3 separate regions of the Drosophila melanogaster genome follow, and regions 1 and 3 are each linked to region 2. A link is a contact called in public targeted proximity ligation data. All regions are on one chromosome and are shown on one strand. The core of a region is the stretch at or near the end of the contact, and the rest is flanking DNA. Distances in the headings are between cores, read along the strand shown.

Evidence for each region.
Region 1: a targeted proximity ligation map of the Kc167 cell line shows a contact between it and region 2, with 6 times the contacts expected there. A contact is called at or near these places in 29 of 107 Hi-C or Micro-C datasets (the Clone 8 cell line, the Kc167 cell line, the ML-DmBG3-c2 cell line and 10 more) and 2 of 7 datasets of targeted methods (the Kc167 cell line and the S2 cell line).
Region 3: a targeted proximity ligation map of the Kc167 cell line shows a contact between it and region 2, with 10 times the contacts expected there. A contact is called at or near these places in 27 of 107 Hi-C or Micro-C datasets (the Clone 8 cell line, the D17-c3 cell line, the Kc167 cell line and 8 more) and 4 of 7 datasets of targeted methods (the Kc167 cell line and the S2 cell line).

What each region holds. Positions count from the first base shown.
Region 1 is chr3R:29,457,834-29,460,533 of dm6, reverse strand. It overlaps lncRNA:CR44022 (long non-coding RNA:CR44022), which reads left to right and starts at 1,256. Exons shown (of 1, transcript NR_074064.1): 1 at 1,256-1,755. The region is part of intron 8 of Ptp99A (Protein tyrosine phosphatase 99A); the gene reads right to left.
Region 2 is chr3R:29,318,204-29,320,903 of dm6, reverse strand. It overlaps Cnx99A (Calnexin 99A), which reads left to right and starts at 1,260. Exons shown (of 10, transcript NM_170407.3): 1 at 1,260-1,316; 2 at 1,371-1,673; 3 at 2,292-2,630. The coding sequence starts at 1,530.
Region 3 is chr3R:29,487,986-29,490,685 of dm6, reverse strand. CG2321 reads left to right here and starts at 1,421. Exons shown (of 4, transcript NM_001276139.1): 1 at 1,421-2,379; 2 at 2,431-2,700. The coding sequence starts at 1,510. CG2006 reads right to left here and starts at 1,218. Exons shown (of 1, transcript NM_143436.3): 1 at 1-1,218. The coding sequence starts at 1,141. The coding sequence ends at 158. It overlaps Spase12 (Spase 12-subunit), which reads left to right. Exons shown (of 3, transcript NM_176583.3): 3 at 1-142. The coding sequence ends at 58.

The DNA.
Region 1 (2,700 bases), core at 7-2,506, 140 kb before region 2:
GCATGCAAAAAGTAAGCCAACGAGCCGGAGCTTTAAGTGTAGTCTTCAGCACTGCACTGCGAGAAATTATGGAGTAAAAGAGGGAATATAGTAGCATGGAGATTTGAAATTAAATTGGTTTCCTTCAGTTCCACTTTTATATCTTTAAAGTTAACTTAAGTGTTGATTTGTGTTTCTACTATAGATTGAGAATCCGAATTTTCTTGATGGCTGACTAATCTTCTAGAGCATAAGCAAGTTGCTATTGACATTCGATATCTGTATTTTTCTCTCTGCCAGACAGACACAGATGTGCTGGTTCTGGAGTGCCACAAGTAAAAGGGCGCTTTATAAAAATAGAAACACAAAAGATTATTGAATATGCGGCGAGGAAGGAAAATGGCGGGCGGGGAAAACCATAAAATGAAATGGTTAAACGGGTCGAAGTCTCTGATCCAACCGGGGAAATTGGCCAATCAAGCGACAATTGTCGGCCATTTGTGGCCAGTAAGTGCTTAATAACGCTAAACGGGTCAAAGACTCGCGAGTGGACAACACAGATTCTACAGCTCGATTCTACAGCGCAAGAACTCGACCATGATTTGAATTATCCGCCGACCCGACCCGACAACAACTGACAGATAATTGAAAATCACTAAAAATACAGCGGGCAAAGTGGAAAAATCAATTGGCAGAAGGCAAATTGCCTGACAACTGCAGGCCAAAACCAGTGGGAAGTCGCCTCTTCAGACTTCTTTTTTTTTTTTAGTGGGTTGTGTCGTTCTTCTTTCTGTGTTCACAAAATCTGGACATATTGACATATCGTGACGACATGAGCCCCGCATGATGTCCATTATTCAGTGCCCCGCCCGTAGATACAAAAACCATTCAAATAATAGACAATTTGTCTGTCTTGGGGTTATGATAAAAAGGGAAAATGGCTCGGGATGGGAAGTAATATCCCAGGTAACCGGAAGAAAATGTGGAAATGCGTGGGCTTCTTCAACGGAAGTAGATCTTACTACGGTTTTGGTCCGCTAAAACCTACATAAGCCGATTACTTGTTAAAATGAGTGAGTTTTCATTTCAAATTCAAACAAGCTGTATACAAATTGTCAAAAACCAAATTTTATTTCTCTAGAGCGGCGTTCCTATTCTAAGCAATTATTAGCGCTAATATTTCGAACAATTTTCCAATTCCCAAACGAAATGGAATGCCTTTTCCTGGAAGCACTCGCGTGCTGCAATCCCACTACCTGCAAACCAAACAAATCTAACTCCCACCTCGTAATTAGCGTGAGATTCTCTGATAACCCACATCCATTTCCACTTCCGAGGAGGAGGTGCCCCACTTGGGGATCTGTTTCTGTTTGGGATTCTGATTCAGCTGTAGTACCAGCAGTTTCAGTTTGTTTACACACCGGAGTCCCCAATCGCATCTTATGAATGGCCCACATTGTGAACGCAATGAAATAAAATCACTTGTTTGTTTATCCAGCCAACACTTCGAATGGCGTTAATTTGTAAGCCAAACAAATGTGTACCTAAATGCATGCAGTCAAGTGACGGAAAAGTAGCTGGTGCACCGAGAAAAATGAATGATCGTTTTGAAAGAAAAGTGAAAATAACTAACACATATTTTGTTGTTATAAGATTTTTCCACTTAATTCATACATTTATTTGTCAAGAAACCTGCATTATTAACCAATTACAATCATTAATTGCATCATAGTTAAGTATATAGCTATATATTTCAACTGCATTTGCGCTGGAATCACAATATTCCGCGCAGTGTGTCCGAAAATGTTGACAGTCATGGGCTAAGGTCAGTGCACTGGGATTGCGAAAATAGATGAAAATGCTTGGAGTGAACATGCGCATATGCAGCTAGCGCCGAGAATCCGGAACCGGGAAACGGGTGGAAAGCCGAGGAAAAACGGGAAAATGGGCGCCCGTGGGATGTGCGAAAAATCAATAGAGCCGGACTCGCAGTGCACGTGCTACGGATACGGATGCGAAGTACGGTTGACACGAGGTGGGGGTTACGAATTCGCTGCAGAAAATGTTGCGGCCCAGCCCCAAAAAAAAACAGTTTCCAGCCGGAATTGTGTCATTTAACTGTCAGCGAATTTGCGCAGTTTATAATTTTTTAAAATTTCACAGGGGTTCTTTGTTTTCTGCGCCACCATCCGGTGGTTTTTGTCCAATTTCGCATCTGCTCAATATGCTAAATTATGATATTTTCCAAGCCGAGCTTCATTCGCCGCAGACAAAGCGGCAAAATGTCAACAAAACACAGAAAACACAGATATATAAAGAGAGAGAGAGAGAGAGAGAGTTCCTCGGCGAGAGAGAGAGAGATACTCGTTTTTGTTGTTTTATTGATTTCTTGAAAGGTACACAAAATGCTATTCGCAACAGCAGCAGCAGCAACAACAACAAAGGCGAACAAAGGGAGCAACAAAAACAAGAAGCTGAAGAAGAGGTAGCAGCACTAAAAAAATTTGGAACTATAATTCTTGTTGAATTCATATGGGATTATATTATGGTGTTTTTCGGTTCGTTATTTCTTTCTGATGTGACACAAATGTTGGTTTTATTGTTTGTTTTGGACTGCCGTCCACTCGGCAGCTTTTAACTTCATTTAACACTGTTTTTTTAGCGTATCTTTGCTCAAGAGATACAAAAGTATCTGATGGATTGCCTATAGGTTTTTAGGTT
Region 2 (2,700 bases), core at 11-2,510:
CAATATGGTCGGCGAGGGAAAATAACAAAATACTAGAGTGGTGCCTGCTACGAGTCCTAGATAATCCTAATTCCGATTGAAATTAATTTAAAAATTAGCATACATAATTAACAAAAATAGGCTTTAACTGGTTTGCGAATTTCCGTGCAAATTTATTAAGGCAAAACTGTCAATATGGAAATTACGTATTTTCTTAGACGTTTTTCGTCACTACTTGGCTCAAAATAGTCAGAAATCTACGAAACTAACTTTTTTGTACATCTTTTGACCTAAACTAACAGGGCATATAACTTTTTGACCGTTTTTCCAAAATCCATATTTTGGCCATTTTTGAATTTTTTGTAAGGGGTACCATCATCATTTTTTGCAAAATTTGGCTCAAAATTTTTTTTCCAAAATTTGATTTTGGTTGGAAGGGGAGTTCGATTACGAGTCCAACAAGGTATGACAATCCATATTTCGGACAATATTTCTCAAGTTATGGCTGAAAAACGATTATTTTATGGTGGTTTATGCGAATTTATATGTCTCAAATGAAAACATGCAGCTTTCTTTCCCCTTGTAACCATTTATTCTTTATTTATAACATTGTATTTGTTTATATATTTCATTCTGTATTATGATCATGTATTAATTATGATTAGCAGTGAAAAGTATGCAACATTCAATTAGCGTCTGGGGGTAAGTCTGTACTACAAACTTATCGGAGTTCCAAACCCTGTAACGACGATTGGAGTGAGGCATATCGATATGCTTAAGGTAACGATTACGATGATGTTTTTATTATTTGATCAACGCACTGTTACCCATGCGGCAACTTAATTTGATCTGCTTAAATTATTTTATTTTACAATGTGTCTTGGTTACTTAAGACTAACAGATTTTTAATCCTAAAAATGATAGGGAGAATTATAATAGTTGATATAACATAGTAATTATTATTTATTTGATTATTCTAATGAATTTTAAAACTAAGACTTTCTAGGTCAAAACCAGGTTAGGGAGGTCATGAGGGTGGTTTTAAGGTAACAAAAGTATTCTTAATTTATTAAATAGCAAATAAGTATATAAAATTAATAAATCTGACATATTCCTTACTTTTATTTAGCACAAACATAATCATCAAATCAATTATATTCTGGTCCCGCTGAAAGTGTGCTCTTCCTAAGAACGTGCAATTATTAAAGATTCTAGCTTGAGTAAGTATCTTAAAAACTATATATACCCTACGGTAGGGTACAACGCAACGCGACAGTGTGACCAGTTGTCCTTTGCGGCGGCATACCAAAGCAGGCGAAGAGGAAGCACAGAACACAGTAGGCAGCGCAGCAGAGAAAATGTATAATTTACATTAATTTAATTACAAATAGTTCGTCGTGCCAGATCTCGATTCTTGTTATTCCGCAACAGACCGCAGTGGGGGAAAACTGTTGAAAAGCACAGCGCGCACAAGTGAGTCCACCACCTGGTTTTCCGCGGATACTAAATCCCAGCCAGGCAGCCAGCGAGCGAGCGAAAAGTGGGTGAAAATGGCGTGGAAAATGGGAGGAAACCGGGCCGCAACGCTGGCGTTGCTCTTCGCCAGCAGTTTGCTGCTGCTGAGTGCGGCCAATGCCGCCGATTTGGACACGGAGTCGGACGACTTCGAGGATGGTTATGTGGAGGATGTGCAGGTGAGTAGTTGGTCCGACGATGCGGTTCGTAAGATAAAAAAAACGAGAGAAAAAAGTACACGTCAGTGGAAGCTACTAGAAGAAAAGGCGAAACGCTATTGCTGTGAGGGTAGGGGAAGGTGGTTGTGGGGGAGGGGGGTGTTGGTGCGGCCGGCTTCTTCGCTTTATGACCCACAATTAGCATGCGAGTGTGTCTCACTTTTCCAGCAACAAATCCGAATGCGAGGGAAAATAAAACTGTTTACCAACAGACGAGGTCAAGCAGATAGCAACTCCCCATGGCAGCACCAAGAATGCGCTAATCTGTTGCTCCACAGGTTACATCAGAGGTTTATTGAGCAGAGCTTCTATTTAACGTGCTTGTTTCTCTAGAAATTATGCCAGTCATTTATGTTTCTAGGGGAGTTACTGCTACAGATGAGGTCAAGCTAAGAGCAACATAAAACATGTTATTATATAGCTATAACTAGTCTGGCGGGCCCAGGTGTAGCGCTCTCCAATTCAAACCCATGCTGGCCACCCATCTTTCTCTCCCTCTCTTTATCACTTTCCCCACTGACAACCGCGTGCTTCGGATTTTATGGCACCTTATCTAATGTTTCCACATATGCTTTGCAGGAGGAGCCCGCCGTCATCGGTGGCGATGAGAAGCTGGCCTACGAGAGCCCGGTTATCGATGCCAAGAAGTTCCACTTCGCGGATCACTTCGACGACGTGGAGGAGTCCAGGAAGAGGTGGGTGCTGTCGCAGGCCAAGAAGGACGACATCGCCGAGGAGATCTCCAAGTACGACGGCATCTGGAACTGGGAGTCGCCGCAGCGCATCGTTTGGGCTAACGACTTGGGTCTGGTGCTCAAGTCGAAGGCCAAACACGCGGCCATAGCCGCCCCCCTCCGCAAACCGTTCGAGTTCAAGTCGGACAAGCCGCTGGTGGTGCAGTACGAGGTCACGTTGCAGGTTCGTCACCTAGCGAAACGCTCTGGGATTGCATCAGCCGCCGGGCAAATCCAATTAATACCCGCTTACT
Region 3 (2,700 bases), core at 172-2,671, 170 kb before region 2:
CGCCAAGTCGTCGAGCTCCGAGTCCGGCGACGAGGGCAAGAAGAAGAAGAAGCAGTAGAATCAGTGGGATCAGTAGTTAGTTAGGCCAGCAGTTACGTGTACTTCTCACTACATCCAATATAATATATATATATACATATGTATGTCCATTAGAACGCTAGATGGGTCGTCGGTAGGCGATGAGGTCGTTGTGGTCATAGTACTTGTGGATGAGATCGTACATGTGGGCGAAGAAGAAGAGCAGATTGTCGTACTGCCCATTGTAGGGCGCCTCCCTGCCCACATTCTCACTGGCAGCTGTCTTGGTCAGCGGCTCTGCCAGCTGATGGAAGCCCGCGGTGATCTCCAGGTTATCGAGTCCGCGATAGGCGGTGTTCAGGCCCCAGGCATTGATGTGCACCTCCAGGAGGAACTGGTGAATGGCCTCGATGGTGGCCAGATACCAGCGCGGACTGCCGCGCTGGTGGCGCCAGAATTGCGACAGTCGATTCTGCAGCACCACCGTTCGTAGGCCGCGCACCCTGGCGTCCGCGTAGATCCCGCGACTCTGGTTCCATGTGCTGTCTATGAAGACGGCTCGGCGGACGGGCAGGTTGTCTAGCGTCCAGGTTCGTCGCACCGTCTCCGGCTCATCTACCTCCTCCTGCAGCTCCTTTACCTCCACCTCGTCCATTCGCCTGCGCAGCATGGTGCCCATGTGGTGGCCCTTGGGCAGCCCGTAGTTGTCGCCGATCTGAAGCTGCACATTGCGCGCGAAGAGCTGCGGCACCGCAAGCGCAGTGGCGCTTGGGAATATGAGCACTACGCCCGCCTCCTCGCGATAGTCGGGAATGTCCGGAAATGTGTGGATCCTCACGTGCGCCGGCGCCAGAACGGCCGCGTGCACCGCCGAGCTCTTGCCGTCGATTTCCTTTTTGTGCTTAATGATGTCCACTTGGAGCGGCAGCTCCAGACGTGGCAGCAGCTCCTCCAGCTCGCCAACCGGCACACAGCAGCTGTAGCAGAAGAACTTGCGCGATCGGTTGCACAGGCGGCAGTTGTGGCGCCCCTCGATGGTGTCCAGTGCGCTGTGGTCCGCGATGCGCATATGCACGAAGGGGTATTTGCGGCTGCGCTGCGGCGCCTCCAGCGGATGCGTCATTTTAGCGGAAAGTCAACTTTTTAAATTGAAATAACAAATTTCCTATTAAAGTAGCCAATTTGGTTATCGATAACAAGCGGCTGATGCGACCAGGGCTGCGCAGCACTGCCTACACAAGCTGGCTGGAATAGCCCAAATGTTATGAAAAATAAATGTAAAATATATGTAGTGTATGCAAAAACTGTAGCAATAATTCAAAAGTAAAATTAATTTAATGCACACATATGTAGAATGTGTGTGCCAGCCCTGCTGGCATCAGCGCGCGAAACGGTCACACTGCGCCACGCAAATCAAAAGCCGGCAAACTTTTGCGAAAACTAAGAAACGCATTTTATAGCCATTTTCCGGGAATTTAAGATGCAAGAGTCATGCGCGGCGTTCGCAAGTGTGTTCACTGCGGCGCCATCAATGGCAACCGGGCGCTGCTCTGCAAGAATTCCGAGTGTCCGCAGCGCAGGAACGTTCTCGATGCCGTGCAGCTGGTGTCGCTGCGGCCAGGCTCCACTGTCTACTCGCTGAGGACCAAGGAGAAGGAGCAGCAGCCGCGCAACTTTGTGGTCATCCAGGACGTCACGCTGTCGCTGCAGCCGGACGCTGCAGTGGTGTCCAGCAAGGCGGAGTGCTTCGTGGAGTCGTGCAAGCGAACGGGAGGCGAGCCGACGGACTGCGTCCATGTGAAAGCTTGCCGGGAGCTGGGCGCCGAGTTCGCGAAGGCGCAGGTCTACCGCGTGTCCCGCGAGGTGCTGTGGAACCTGAACATTAGCCTGGAGCAGAAGCAGAACCTTTGGCAGCTGTACAAGTACGCGGAGGAGGAGGAGCACCTGCCGGGTGTGCAGCGCCTGAATCACTCCACATTCGCCGTCAAGTGCGAGCGCTCCGAATCCTTTCCAGCGGCTCGACTGCACGTCACCGTCTCGGCCAATGGCCTGTCCAAGAAGAAGAGCAGCTACGCCTGCGCCTGCCGCAAACTGAAGATCATTGTGGAGCCAGATAATTCGCTGGTGATGCAGGACGAGATCTGCGATCACCTGCTGCTCGTCCTGGCTGGCATCCTTAGTTCGCCGCAGGGAAAACGCGTCTATGGCCATTTCACCAGCGGTTTGCAGACCTTCTGGATGCCCTTGCAGCTGGAAACTCCGCTAGGCGACGTGGCCACCGAGGATTTGCGGCTCAGCCTGGACATGGTGGATGAGCTCGACCCGCAGGTGGACATACTTGTCTTTGGCGACCAACTAGATGTAAGTTATACCTTCCACCTCGAGCAGTTTTAAACCTTTTCGTGTTTATAGCTTTCTCTGCCGAATCTCTCCGATGGCGTCTTTAACCTGGACACCATGCAGGCCGCCACATCTAGCCAAAGCGCCTCGAGCACCAACGATGCCCTGATCCACTATGCCAACGACTCGCAGCTCTTGTCCAACCTCGATGTCTATGCGGAGCCCATCGAGCTAACCGACTGCAATATCGAGCTGATGGATCAGTTCCAGCCCACCGACCAGCTGGATATATGCAGCGAGGATATAGAACTGCCCTTGATCAGTGAACCCTACAACATCCTA